Linked DNA regions of Macaca mulatta: region 2 is linked to region 1. Evidence: chromatin contacts called from public Hi-C data. All regions are on one chromosome and are shown on one strand. The core of a region is the stretch at or near the end of the contact, and the rest is flanking DNA. Distances in the headings are between cores, read along the strand shown.

What was found. Hi-C and Micro-C count contacts between places; a contact is called where the count stands out from the background.
Region 2: a Hi-C map of fetal cortical plate shows a contact between it and region 1, with 1.7 times the contacts expected there. The contact joins the enhancer-like site here to the promoter of PWWP2A in region 1. A contact is called at or near these places in 2 of 14 Hi-C or Micro-C datasets (fetal cortex germinal zone and fetal cortical plate).

Annotation. Positions count from the first base shown.
Region 1 is chr6:168,981,954-168,988,300 of T2T-MMU8v2.0, reverse strand. It overlaps PWWP2A (PWWP domain containing 2A), which reads left to right and starts at 3,735. Exons shown (of 5, transcript XR_013394980.1): 1 at 3,735-4,355.
Region 2 is chr6:169,199,573-169,205,919 of T2T-MMU8v2.0, reverse strand. It overlaps C1QTNF2 (C1q and TNF related 2), which reads left to right. Exons shown (of 5, transcript XM_077937415.1): 5 at 361-542. The coding sequence ends at 399. Among named protein-coding and RNA genes, the nearest start is that of C1QTNF2, 29 kb to the left of the region's middle. Within about 2 kb of position 3,814, at least 15 of the 40 cell types and tissues checked have an H3K27ac peak or open chromatin away from gene starts, as enhancers often do. A contact at or near this core is called in fetal cortical plate, where this site is marked.

The DNA of each region.
Region 1 (6,347 bases), core at 2,486-4,985:
TAGATTACAAAAGCAAATGTAAAAGCCAGGTTTCTTTTTTTTCCTTTGAGCTAGGGTCTCGCTCTGTTGCAAGGCTAGAGTGCGGTGGCATGGTCATAGCTTACTACAGCCTCAAACTCCTAGGCTCAAGCAATCCTCCTGCCTTGGCCTCCCAAAATGTTGGGATTACAGGCATGAGCCACTATGGCTGGCCCAGACTTTCCACTAGATTTGGAGCTCCCTGAGAGCAGAATCCCTTGCTTTGGTATCTCCAGTACAAAACATTATTTGGGTTCTGTTTTCCTTTTCAACCTCATCTACTCAACTTCTTGCTCATTCCTCAACCAGATTGGTCTTCCTTCTGTTTCTGGAACAAGCCAAACCCTCTTTTGCCTCAGAACTTCAAGCAGTTGCCATTCCTTTTGATCCAAATGTTCATCCAGCAATGTCAATAGCTGGCTACCTTCTCCTTTGCATCTTAGTTAAGATATCCAGTCCTGGCCGGGCACGGTGGCTCAAGCCTGTAATCCCAGCACTTTGGGAGGCCGAGACGGGTGGATCACGAGGTCAGGAGATCGAGACCATCCTGGCTAACACGGTGAAACCCCGTCTCTACTAAAAATACAAAAAAAAAAAAAAAAAAAAAAAACTAGCTGGGCGCGGTGGCGGGCGCCTGTAGTCCCAGCTACTCGGGAGGCTGAGGCAGGAGAATGGCGTGAACCCGGGAGGCGGAGCTTGCAGTGAGCTGAGATCCGGCCACTGCACTTCAGCCTGGGCGACAGAGCGAGACTCCGTCTCAAAAAAAAAAAAAAAAAAAAGATATCCAGTCCTCAGAGAAGGCTTTTGTGACAACCTTATCTAAAGGAGACACCTTTCAGCCCCTCTGCCAGCTACTTCTATTCCCTCACCCTGTTTATTTCTCTCATGGTATTTCTCACGTCTGTGATCATCTTGTTTATTCATTGTTTGCTCATTTTCCAGTTCCCCAACTAGAAAAATAATCCTCAGGAGGGCAGTTACTAAATCTTTCATATATATATTCACCAACCTGGGCAACACATCCCTGTGTTGCCCAGGCTGGTCTTGAACTCCTGAACTCAAGTGATATCTTTTGTATTCTTTATTTCATACCTTCTGCCTGACTAGTCCAGTCACTGAAACATAGTAGTCCTTTAATATTTATTTGTTGAATGAATTAATAAGTGAATGAACAATATATGACCAAATCTTTCTAGTATTAGGAAGCTTGAAGAGTAGTGGAAAAGAGACCTTGAAAGGTAAGATGAGAACACAGAGAGGGCTTTGAAAGCCAAGCAGAAGAAGGTACACTCCATGTGAGCATTGGGAGCCAGTAGAAGCTCTTGAGTTACAGAATGAAATGGTGGCTTAGGACAGTGACTTGGTATGGCACAATCTGCTATGAATCTGAAATGTAAATTACTCATTGCAGCATCTTGTAATGAATTACTACAAGAGGTAATCAGGTCCCAGGACCCGAACTATATTTTTCTCCCTGTGGGAGATTACACAGTGTGAGACCTTAGGGGCTAGGCATTTCATAGACTATATGTTGTGTTTAATTAGTTGATTATGGTGAGCTATAGACAAAGTATTATGGTGAAAACCCTATAAGGCAGAATCTATGTCTGTTTACTGCAAGTATCTAGTCTGAAGGAAATAACTCTTTGTTGAATGAATGATTGAGTGAAAGTCATGTACTTAGAAGGACCCAGGATAGATAGGATCTGCTGTTAGCTAGCTGTGTGACCCTTAAGATCTTATTATCTTTTTATTTTTATTTTTTTGAGATGGAGTTTCACTCTTGTTGCCCAGAGTGGAGTGCAATGGCCAGATCTTGGTTCACTGCAACCTCTGCCTCCCGAGTTCAAGCAATTCTCTTGCCTCAGCCTCCCAAGTAGCCAGAATTACAGGCATGCGCCACCACGCTCAGCTAATTTTGTATTTTTAGTAGAGATGCGGTTTCACCGTGTTGGTCAGGTTGGTCTCAAACTCCCGACCTCAGGTGATCCACCTGCCTCGGCCTCCCAAAGTGCTGGGATTACAGGCTTGAGCCACTGCGCTTGGCCTGCTTAGGATGTTTAACATGGCTAAGGCTTGGCTTCCTCATCTGTAAAAGCAGGAGAAGATTTAAGTCACAGGATTTTAAGTGAGAGCTTTTGGGAAAATCTCTGGTACAAAATGAACACTAAATACATTTTTTTGTGTGTGTGTATTTTTAAATGATATTCTGAAACTTCCCTGATTGGGATCTTCTACTGGCCTTTCCCCAAGAGCCACTTGGTTTGAAATAGGCAGAGCATATGGTGATATTTGTTTATTGCTATTTTCAGTCTTTTCCGTGTAAAACCGAAATTCTGACTATGCATTTTACCAGCCGAGTAACCTTGGGCACCCTCTTTGTGCCTCGAAATTTTAAGGATTGAGATGATATGCTATAGTGTTTGTATTAGTGCCTGGTACATGGTACTTAAAAGACACTAGCTGTAATTATTCTTCAGGACTTTATTTTTTTTACTCTCAATGCTAGCAGCTTTTCTTCCCTCTCTCCTGTAGGCATTCTCCCAGAAAAAAGGCTGACTCTGAGGTGCCATTTGAGAGAAATAGGTTCAGTAGATTCTTCCAGAGATAACAAACGAAGAGACTTGACGTGAGAGTAAGAGAAGTAGGGGCGTTAGGACACTGAAGTGAGAGAGCTTCTTCTCTTGGCATTGGAGAAGCCAGGAAACATAAAGGCTTTTGCAGGGATCAGGTGCGTCCACTTTGCAGTGTATTTGGAGAGAACAAGCAGTGTTCACATATCAGTCCAGCAATGTCTCAAGACTCTTTTCTGGAACAGTCATCAGTTTAATCCAGTGAGGATGGTGTCTCTCCTCTTTCATGAGCATTTTCCTATTTTTGAAATGTTAGTAAGTAGGTGCTTTGTTCCTAGGAAGTGGAGAGAAGTCAAGGAAAATACTCATCGTACTCCTAGAAGTCAATGAAAACACTCCTCGTACTCCTTATGGCAGCTGGAGTGGCTGCCGTGAGCCAGCTGCCATGAGGTTATGGAGAACGTCTTGAATATTCTATTCCCCAGCACCTAGTGCAGTGACTAGCATAGTAGGCACTCAAAAAGTGTCGGTAGGATTATATTTCAAACTTTAGTTGTCTTTCCCAGAGAAGCCTGTCGTGCCCACACGCGGTCGCAAGAAGTCCGCGCCTAGAAATAACATTTATTCTAAGGATCTCTGCGCAGAGATTCTTGGGAAGCGGTTCCCCTCCCACATTCCCTAGTTACTCCTCCCCTCGGCGCCTTTGAAAGAAATAGCACGCCACATGATTCCCTCCTTTCTCCCACCTCCGAAGACCTGACTGATAATGGGCAGGAGCGTAAGCCAACCATAAAACTTTATTTCCTCTTCCAGCCAATAGCAAGAGGGGATGAGTATATGGCTCCTCTTTTGTGACTTCCCCCGCCCCCTTGGATTACGCCCCCTATTCCTCCACTCAGATTCCACACTTGACAACACATCTGGCCAATGAGAAGTTCCTACTCTGCGTGGGAAGGATGGACTGACTAGATGATAGACGTCCACCCCTGGCCAATGGAATATCACAAGTGCGGGAGGGGTGTAGAATGGAACCAATGGCGAGGTGCCAAAAACGAGCATCAGGGAAAGGGCGGGACGAAAGTGTTCGCGGGAGGGAGGGGAAGGCCCAGGGAACCAAGCAGCGCTGCCGCCGCCGCCGCCGCTGCAGCCGGAGTTGGAGGAGGGAGAAGCCAGGAAGAAAATGGCGGCCGTGGCTGCAGAGGCGGCAGCGACTGCAGCGTCCCCCGGGGAGGGGGGCGCCGGCGAGGCCGAGCCGGAGATGGAGCCCATCCCCGGCAGTGAGGCCGGCACTGACCCCCTCCCGGTCACGGCCACTGAAGCGTCTGTGCCGGATGGCGAGACCGACGGGCAGCAGTCCGCTCCTCAGGCCGACGAACCGCCGCTCCCGCCGCCACCGCCGCCGCCGGGGGAGCTCGCCCGCAGCCCAGAGGCGGCGGGGCCGGAGCTGGAGGCTGAGGAGAAACTGTCCGTTCGGGTGGCGGAGTCGGCTGCAGCCGCGCCTCAGGGAGGGCCCGAACTTCCACCTTCTCCAGCATCGCCACCGGAGCAGCCCCCGGCACCCGAGGAGCGCGAGGAGCCGCCGCTGCCTCAGCCCGTAGCCCTGGCGCTCGTGCCGCCGGCGGGCGGGGTTTCCACGGTGTCGCAACTGATCCCGGGCTCGGAGGTGCGGGTCACGCTGGACCACATCATTGAGGACGCGCTCGTCGTGTCGTTCCGCCTCGGGGAGAAGCTCTTCTCCGGGGTCCTCATGGATCTGTCCAAAAGGTACCGCTCCCGCCCCCAGCACGCTCCGGTCCGCTGGGTCCCCAGGGAGGGAGTGAGCCCGGGGGGCCCCCTCTCCCCGAGCCCTCGCTTCCCTGCTGCCCGGGGCCCCGCCCTCTGGTCCTGCGCGGCGCGTGGCGCGCGCTCCGAGTGGGGCAGGCGCGCGAGACCGGGAGAGGGCGGTCCCGGCTCCAGGTGGGCGCCTGCGGGGCAGGTGTGCCACCAGGTGGGAGGGCGCGGGTGCAGATGGGCTCACAGGTCTCACCCCTCACTCCTGGCCTTCTGCGACTTGGCCTGGACTCACCGGCACTGGGCGGGTGGGTTAATGCAAGATGCAGATGGATTATTGCAGAGAACGGCGTGTTGGACAGGGGGAGGGAGGCAATCCTTGCGAGGAGGCACTTGTCTGTCCTCAAATCAACGTTTAACTTTAGCAGGGCTGGAGAAAGGGGTGTGTACATTGGGGATCCCAAAAGGTTACCTGTCACTCCTTACAGGGGGAAGAGCATTTGTTAAAATGAACCTTTTAACTGTGATTCTTACGGTTAGAAGTCATTCCCGTTAGGTTAACCATTCAATAGAGAAGCATATTTTACTAATTTTAATGATAGTTTTAAGAAAAGTTTAAAGAAGAGATTGGAGATTTCAAAAAATCCTTTAATGTCAAGGTGGTGTAGCATAAAAATGTTCAAATAACTTCTAACACCTGGGATACCGTTTATATACTAAGGACAAGAAGGTTGAGTTCATCTACAAATTTGGCTTAACCAGCACATTTTCATTTTTTGATTTAAAATGTTTTTGGGCTCTGCTTTAAACAGGGGAATAAACCTGTTCTAAATCTGGAGTTAACCTTTTTATTCTCTTCTTTTGCAGATATGAAGTGCAGAGACTCCCATTCACGCCTTTCCATTCTGTTTCCTACAATAGCGCACACTCTGATGGTATCTCACCTGTTTGCCATGGCTTATTAGTATGTTTTACTCTTAAACTGCTTGCTTTCCCATCAAGACACAGGAATCCTTCTTTCCCATTTGGGGAAAAAAGCCATTTAAAATTTCATATTAAAGTATGGTGTTTGCGGCGGGAAGATGAGAGCAGTTACTCTGTATTATTTAATCTCAAATATCTTTTTTTTTTTTTTTGAGACGGAGTCTTACTCTGTCCCCCAGGCTGGAGTGCAGTGGTGCCATATCGTCGCACTGCAACCTCTGCCTCCTGGGTTCAAGCGATTCTCCAGCCTCAGCCTCCCAAGTAGCTGAGACTCCAGCCTCAGCCTCCCAAGTAGCTGGGACTCCAGGTGCGCGCCACCATGCTGGTTTAATTTTTGTACTTTTTAAGGAGAGACAGGTTTTCACCATGTTGGCCAGACTGGTCTTGAAATCCTGACCTCAGGTTATCCACCCGTCTCAGCCTCCCAAAGGGCTGGGATTACAGGCATGTGCCATCATGCCAGGCCTCAAGTATCTTTTTTAAAAATAATTTTGGATTAGGGCATTTGCACTTCTGTTTATGTTTGTTTGTTTACTTATTTAATAGAGACGGGGTCTTGCTGTGCTGCCCAGGCTGGTCTCAGACTCCTGGGCTCAAGCGATCCTCCTGCCTCGACCTTCCAAAGTGCTGAAATTACAGGCATGAGCCACTGCGCCCGGCCTGCACTTCTGTTTTCATAATTAGAAAGCAGAATAAGGTGAGTGTACTTTCTATTGATGTATTTTATTTATTTACTTATTTTTTTTTTGAGACGGAGTTTTGCTGTTGTTGCCCAGGCTGGAGTGCAGTGGTGTGATCTCAGCTCAGCTCACTGTAACCTCCACCTCCTTGATTCAAGCGATTCTCCTGCCTCAGCCTCCCAAGTAACTGGGGGCTAATTTTGTATTTTTAGTACAGATGGGGTTAACCATGTTGGTCAGGCTGGTCTCAAACTCCTGACCTCAGGTGATCCACCCACCTTGGCCTCCCAAAGTGCTGGGATTACAGGCATGAACCACCTCG
Region 2 (6,347 bases), core at 2,565-5,064, 220 kb before region 1:
GGGGGTCCAGTGAGCAGTTCTAGCCTCAGGCTGACCTCCTCTGCCTCTTTTTTTCCCCATCATTAAATCCAAACCTTTTTATTCATCCGACCATCTATTGATTCACTTCTTTTTAAAGTATCTACTATGTAACAGGCACTATGCTATTCTCTGAAAGGCGCAGCAGTGGACAAGACAGAGCATCTGTCCTCATGCGGCTTACATTCTAGCAGACGACACAATTTACAGATAACCAGGCAAATAACATAATATTATGCCAGGATAGAAATGAACATGCCATGGTTGACAGTAATAGGAATAACAGGAGACAGGGAAGAGGTGGAAATTTGTTTCTTTTTGTTTGTTTGTTTGCCTTTTTAGGTTTACTTACATACAGTGACTCTCCAAATTTTAAGTTGACAGCTCAGTGAATACTTTTTACTTATGTGCACACCCTGAAACCTCCATGTAGATCGAAGAACAAGCTATTTCCAGCCTCTCACCTCCCTTCCCCAAAGGCTCTCTTAAGACCCCTCTAGGTCAGTACCTGGAAAAGTTCCATTTTTGAGCTGAGTTCCAAAGAAGGAAATAGAGCAATGCAAAGGCCTCGGAAAAGAGGTCTCCCAGCAAAAGACTCTGCAAGTGCAAAGACTTTGACGGAAAAGAGGGAGGGGCCAACGTCAGAACTGAGAAGCGAGGCATGAGGCGTGAGGCTGGAAGATAATACAGAACCTCCCAGGCCATGGCAGAGCTCGTTCCACTCACAAAGGCTTATCAGAATGCAAAGTGAGCACGACACTGATAAGCGGATCATCTTGAATCTGCTCAATGCATGAGTCAAGTCGGCCACAGACTTGAGCACTTTGTTATTAGTTAATCTTTTTCAGGTCCGCTTCTCAATGAATGAGATACACCAGGGTATGCACGTACGCCTGAGAACCGCTGCTCTAAGATGGCAGGAATGGATCCCACGCAAATGAATCTCACCCCAAGCCCAGGTGTTTCCAGTATGCAGGGGTCTGAGGGCTTAAGAAGCCGCAGTAAAAGTGCCAGGTGCTGGCGGGATGTGGTGGCTCAACGCCTGTAATCCCAGGACTTTGGGAGGCTGAGGCAGATGGATCACTTGAGGTCAAGAGTTCAAGACCAGCTTGGCCAACATGGCGAAATGTTATCTCAAAAAATACAAAAATTAGACAGGCGTGGTGGTGGGCACCTGTAATCCCAGATACTGGGGAGGCTGAGGTGGAAGAATTGCTTGAACCTGGGAGGTGGAGGTTGCAGTTAGCTGAGATCGTGCCACTGCACTGCAGCCTGGGCAACAGAATAAGACTGTCTCCAAAAAAAAAAGGCAGGTAGTGAAAGCCCCATGAAACAATTTGCTGGAGAGAATTTTCAGTTGAAGCCACAGCTCCCTAGCAGCTTTCTCTGGCTGCCCGCCTAGAGAGATACTCAGGGACTTCGATGGCTGCACGGGATGGTTCTGGAAGGAGTGGCCATCTCCATAAGTAAAATGGGGTTTATTTAAAATAACTCCATTTTCTCTGGGCCATAAATGGTTTGGGATTGGGGTGGGTCTGAAAAATTCAGGAAAGGCTTTCTGACCCAATCAGATTGACGTGTGGTTTGGGGTCCCCTGCAGCAACCCTGTGGGAAGGGGTCAGCTTTGGCCAGTGAACAGTTCTTTTTTCCTTTTCTTTTTCTTACAAATACAACTTTTAGAAGAGGCTTTTGCTTCTTCCTCTTCCTTCCCCCAGGGATATAGGTATTTGAAGGCATTTGACTTAACCCTTTGTAGCCCAGGTAATAAATCCAAACTCAGCAAGATGGGCTGGACCCCAGAGCTCTGTGGTTGCCACTTTTTGGCCCATACTGAACCGATGTCCCCTTGGCCAGGGACTCCTCAGGGAGAGTGTGGGAATGATGGGGGAAGACTCGGCACTCTTTTGTAGAGGGTGGGGCAGATGATAGCAGAGACCTTCCAGGGCCCAGGGCTGGGGTCTTGTCTTCCTTGGATGTGGTCTAGGGTTGCTGCAGATGGTGGGTTTGTGGCGGGGCAGGGGGCAGAAGCAGATGATGCAGTTGAGGCAGGTCTCTGGTAGCTAGTGATGTCAAGGATGAGCTCTCCTTTATCCCCTGACTCTTCTGAGGATGGCTGCCTCCTTGGTGAGCCACTTGGAGGTCTCAGGCTGATGATGCGGAATGGTGGCCCAGATGAGGAAGGGGCTCCAAGGCGGTGGCCTTCCCAGATGCACTGGGCCCCAGCCCTTCTTCCTAGCTATGGCTGATTGCCATGGGCTTCAGCAACCAGGGCCTACCTGTAGGTCTCCACGTATGTAAGCACCACAGAACCCAGTGCATCTTTGTGCTCTCGAATCGCCCTTGATCCAGAGGTATTTTCTCATTTAGAACACACTTTGAAAGGCAGCCATTCCCCTTCTGGAGAAAGCCTGGAGAATCTGCAGCTCCCATGATTACAGTGCAAAGAGCACTAGACACACAAGGCCCTCACAGGCCAGCCCCACCCTGGGTGGAACCTCAGGGCTCACCTGACAAATGATGGGGGTCGCACTCTGTGTATCTAGGGGGGCTTCGTGGGCTGACTTCTGCATCAGGACTATGATGAGGGTGGGGGAGGGCAATTGAGGCACTCACCTCATGCACAAAATGTAAGAGAGTGACAAAAACCTCAGTAATCAATAGAAATATATGTATATATATTTTTGAGACAGGGTCTTGTTCTGTCCAAGGCTGGAGTGCAGTGGCACGATCACAGCTCACTGCAGCCTCAACCTCTTGGGCTCAATTGATCCTCCCACCTCAGCCTTCTGAGAAGCCGGAACTATAGGCCTGTGCCACCATACACAGCTAATTTTTAAATTATTTGTAGAGATGGGGGTCTTGCTATGTTGCCCAGGCTAGTCTCAAACTCCTAGTCTCAAGTGATCCTCCCGCCTCAGCCTCCCAAAGTGCTGGGATTACAGATATGAGCTAGCGCATCTGGCAGAAATAATTTTTTTTTTCAAGATGGAATATTGCTCTGTCACCCAGGCTGGAGTGCAGTGGTGCAATCTCAATTCACTGCAACCTCCGCCTCCCTGGTTCAAACGATTCTTGTGCCTCAGCCTCCTGAGTAGCTGGGATTACAGGTGCCCACCACCATGGCTGGCTAATTTTTTTTTTATTTTTAGTAGACACGGGGTTTCACCATGTTGGCCAGGCTGGTCTCGAACTCTTGACCTCAAAAGATCCACCCGTCTCAGCCTCCCAAAGTTTTGGGATTATAGGCATGAGCCACTACCCCCAGCCAGAAATAATATTTTAATACAATATTTTAATGAATCAAAATTAACCAAAAAACTATGATAAAATATCAAAATGTTAAGTAAAGATGAGATCTGACAAGGCCGGGATCAGGGCGAGGTAAGGGAGGGCGAGTCAGGCAAGAGCAGCTGGATCCTGGTGTCAGTCCGCATCTCTGGAGCCTTTGGCAGCCAGGCCTCGCAGGTGGAAAGGCTTTTTTTCCCTCCTGCCTGTCATCTTCAGTCGTGCCACTAGGGGGAGAACGTCGACTATACAAACCTCCAGGCCTGCGGCATGGAGGCTGGGAGATCCACCCTCGTCTCAGGCTGTTTTCTAGATTCCCTGTCACAAAGCAGGTTGTTGTTCAGTCCGTTGAAAATCTATTTCAATTCAGCAGACATGTCCTGAGCACTCACTGAGGCACGGCTGGAGAATGCACCCGGGGTCCCCAAACCAGGTGGGGAGTCAGATCTATCTGGCACCACAACCTCATTCAGCAACAGAACCTCCTGCGGGGACAGCTGCCATGCGCTTTCATAAAAGCTCCTCAGCCGATTCTAACCCGCAGCCAGCTTTGCCAAGCCCTGGGCCGGGCTGAGGGGAAAACTAACACAGGAAAGACTCCAGTTCTGCCCTTCAAGGGAGGACACTGTGTGTGCCTGCCTTGTCCTGGTGTCGCTTCCACAGCTGACCTCAGGCCGGGGTGGCGTTGAGAATGGAGCAGAGTGTGGGTTTGAAGGTCACCTTGCAGGCCCAGCTCCTCAACCACATCATCTGAGGGTGGTCCCGACGAGCTCTGTGGCTCCCCGACACTCTTCTCTCCCTGCTCCAGAGGCAGAGACCCAAAAAGAATTTCTCAGGAGGAGGCCGGGCGCGGTGGTTCACGCCTGTAATTCCAGCACTTTGGGAAGTCGAGGCGGGTGGATCACTTGAGGTCACGAGTTCGAGACCAGGTTGGCCACCATGGTGGAAACCCCGTCTCTACGAAAAATACGAAAAACATATATATATATATTCGCCGGGCATGTTGACAACTGCCTGTAATCCCAGCTACTCGGGAGGCTAAGGCACGAGAATTGTTTGAACCCGGGAGGCAGAAGTTATGGTGAACTGAGATTGTGCCACTGAACTCCAGCCTAGGCAACAGAGTGAGACTCCGTTTCAAATAAAAGAAGAATTTCTCAGAAAGAGCCCAAAGATGGCTCTGGAAAATGGTGGGGTTTGTTTTTTTATTTTTTATTTTTTAAACATTCTCCATCTACTTTATACTTTTGCCTCAGATTGGCCCTGATTTAAAAACAATAATGAAGAGTTCAACTTCATCACAGGTGTTTATTTTTGCTGACGCCCTTGCAAGCTTCCACCACTCATTTATCCCCACCCCAAGTGGTTTTCAAGCTGATCCTGACAGAGATCCGAAATGGCTTCCTCATGTGAAATGTCCATATTCTATTTGGGGCTCTCTTATCCCATAAAACACACTTAAGGTGTGAGCTTCAGGACATGGAGATCAAGGGCCTCAGGGTGAAAGGCTAACGGGGTATTAATCCTCAACCTCATCACCGTTTCCTGTCACTTGGCAGAACTGTATGGGCAAATCACTTTTGAAAAGCTCCTCATTCCCTGGTGTTGAGTCTGGTTCTAGGCATCCTACAACCTGAACCCAAGGAGGGTGTAGAGGGTCTAGAAGTGCCACCTGCTATAGGAGTGTTGGCTGTTCAGCCTTGAGGAGAGAAGACTGGGAGTCCTGAAGGCACCCGCCCACCCCTGCAAGGTGGTCTCAGGGTAGAAGGCGCTGACTGCTTTGAAGAGTTGCAGACGGCAGAACTGAAGCAACCGGTGGACTTTATCAAGAGGCCAATTGGGGCCAGTTTGTTTATGCACCACATATTTATTGAACTTCAGCTATGTGCCAAGCAGTGCTTAGGCACAGAGGAATCACGAGACCAGCAAAACAGATATGGTCTCTGTTCTCCTGGAGCTTAGAGTCTAACACAGGTGACAGACTTTGCAAAAATGACCACACCAATAAATGTAAGATGCCAGCTGTGGCATGATGCCATGAGAATGGCAAGGTGAGGATTTGTCCTGGTGAGACTGTCAGGGAGTAGCACTGGTGGAGTAACAGCAGAGCTGAAGGGCAAGTGGGAGTTGGCAAGGCAGGCTGGGTGGAGAAGGCTTTCCAGGGAGGGGCATGGCAGGCAAAGGCCCCATGGTGGGGCAAAGCATGGCAGAGGGGAAGAATCAAAGAAGCCCCTCCCCAGGTCTTGGGGGCAAAGTGTGCAAGGGGAGAAGATGAGGGGGCAGGGCCCAGACCTTGAAGGCTGATAGGTCAAACTAAAGATGTCTGTCTTGACCATGAGAATAACAGGAAACCACAGAATGATTTTAAGTGGGCAAGTGACATAAGCAGACTTGGGTTTTGAGAAGACCACTCTTGCAGCTAAAGGAGAAATATTTCAACTTACCCTATAGAAGAGCTTTCATTTTGTTTGTTTGTTTGTTTGCTTGCTTGCTTGCTTTGAGATAGAGTCTTGTTCTTTCGCCCAGGCTGGAATACAGTGATGCCATCTGGGCTCACTGCAACTTCTGCCTCCCGGGTTCAAGCGATTCTCCTGCGTCAGCCTCCGGAGTAGCTGAAATTACAGGCACCTGCCACCACACCCAGCGAATTTTTGTATTTTTAGTAGAGATGGGGTTTCACCATGTTGACCAGGCTGGTCTCGAACTCCTGACCTCAGGTGATCCACCCACCTGGGCCTCCCACAGTGCTGGGATTACAGGCATGAGCCACATCGCTTGGCTCAGAGGAGCTTTCTGATAGAATGCTAGACCTTGGGAAAGTAATAACAATGAAAGCTAACATTTACTGAGTTCTTACTAGGAATGAAACACTGTGTGCTTTTCATGGATTAATACATTTGGCCTTGAAAACAACATGTAAGGTAGGTGTATTATGATGATCCACTTTTCACAGATGAAGAAATAGAGGCTAGAAGAGGTTCAGAAAGTTGACTGAGATTACCCAGTTGGAGAAGCTGCAGAGCAGGAGCTCAAATCCAAGTCCT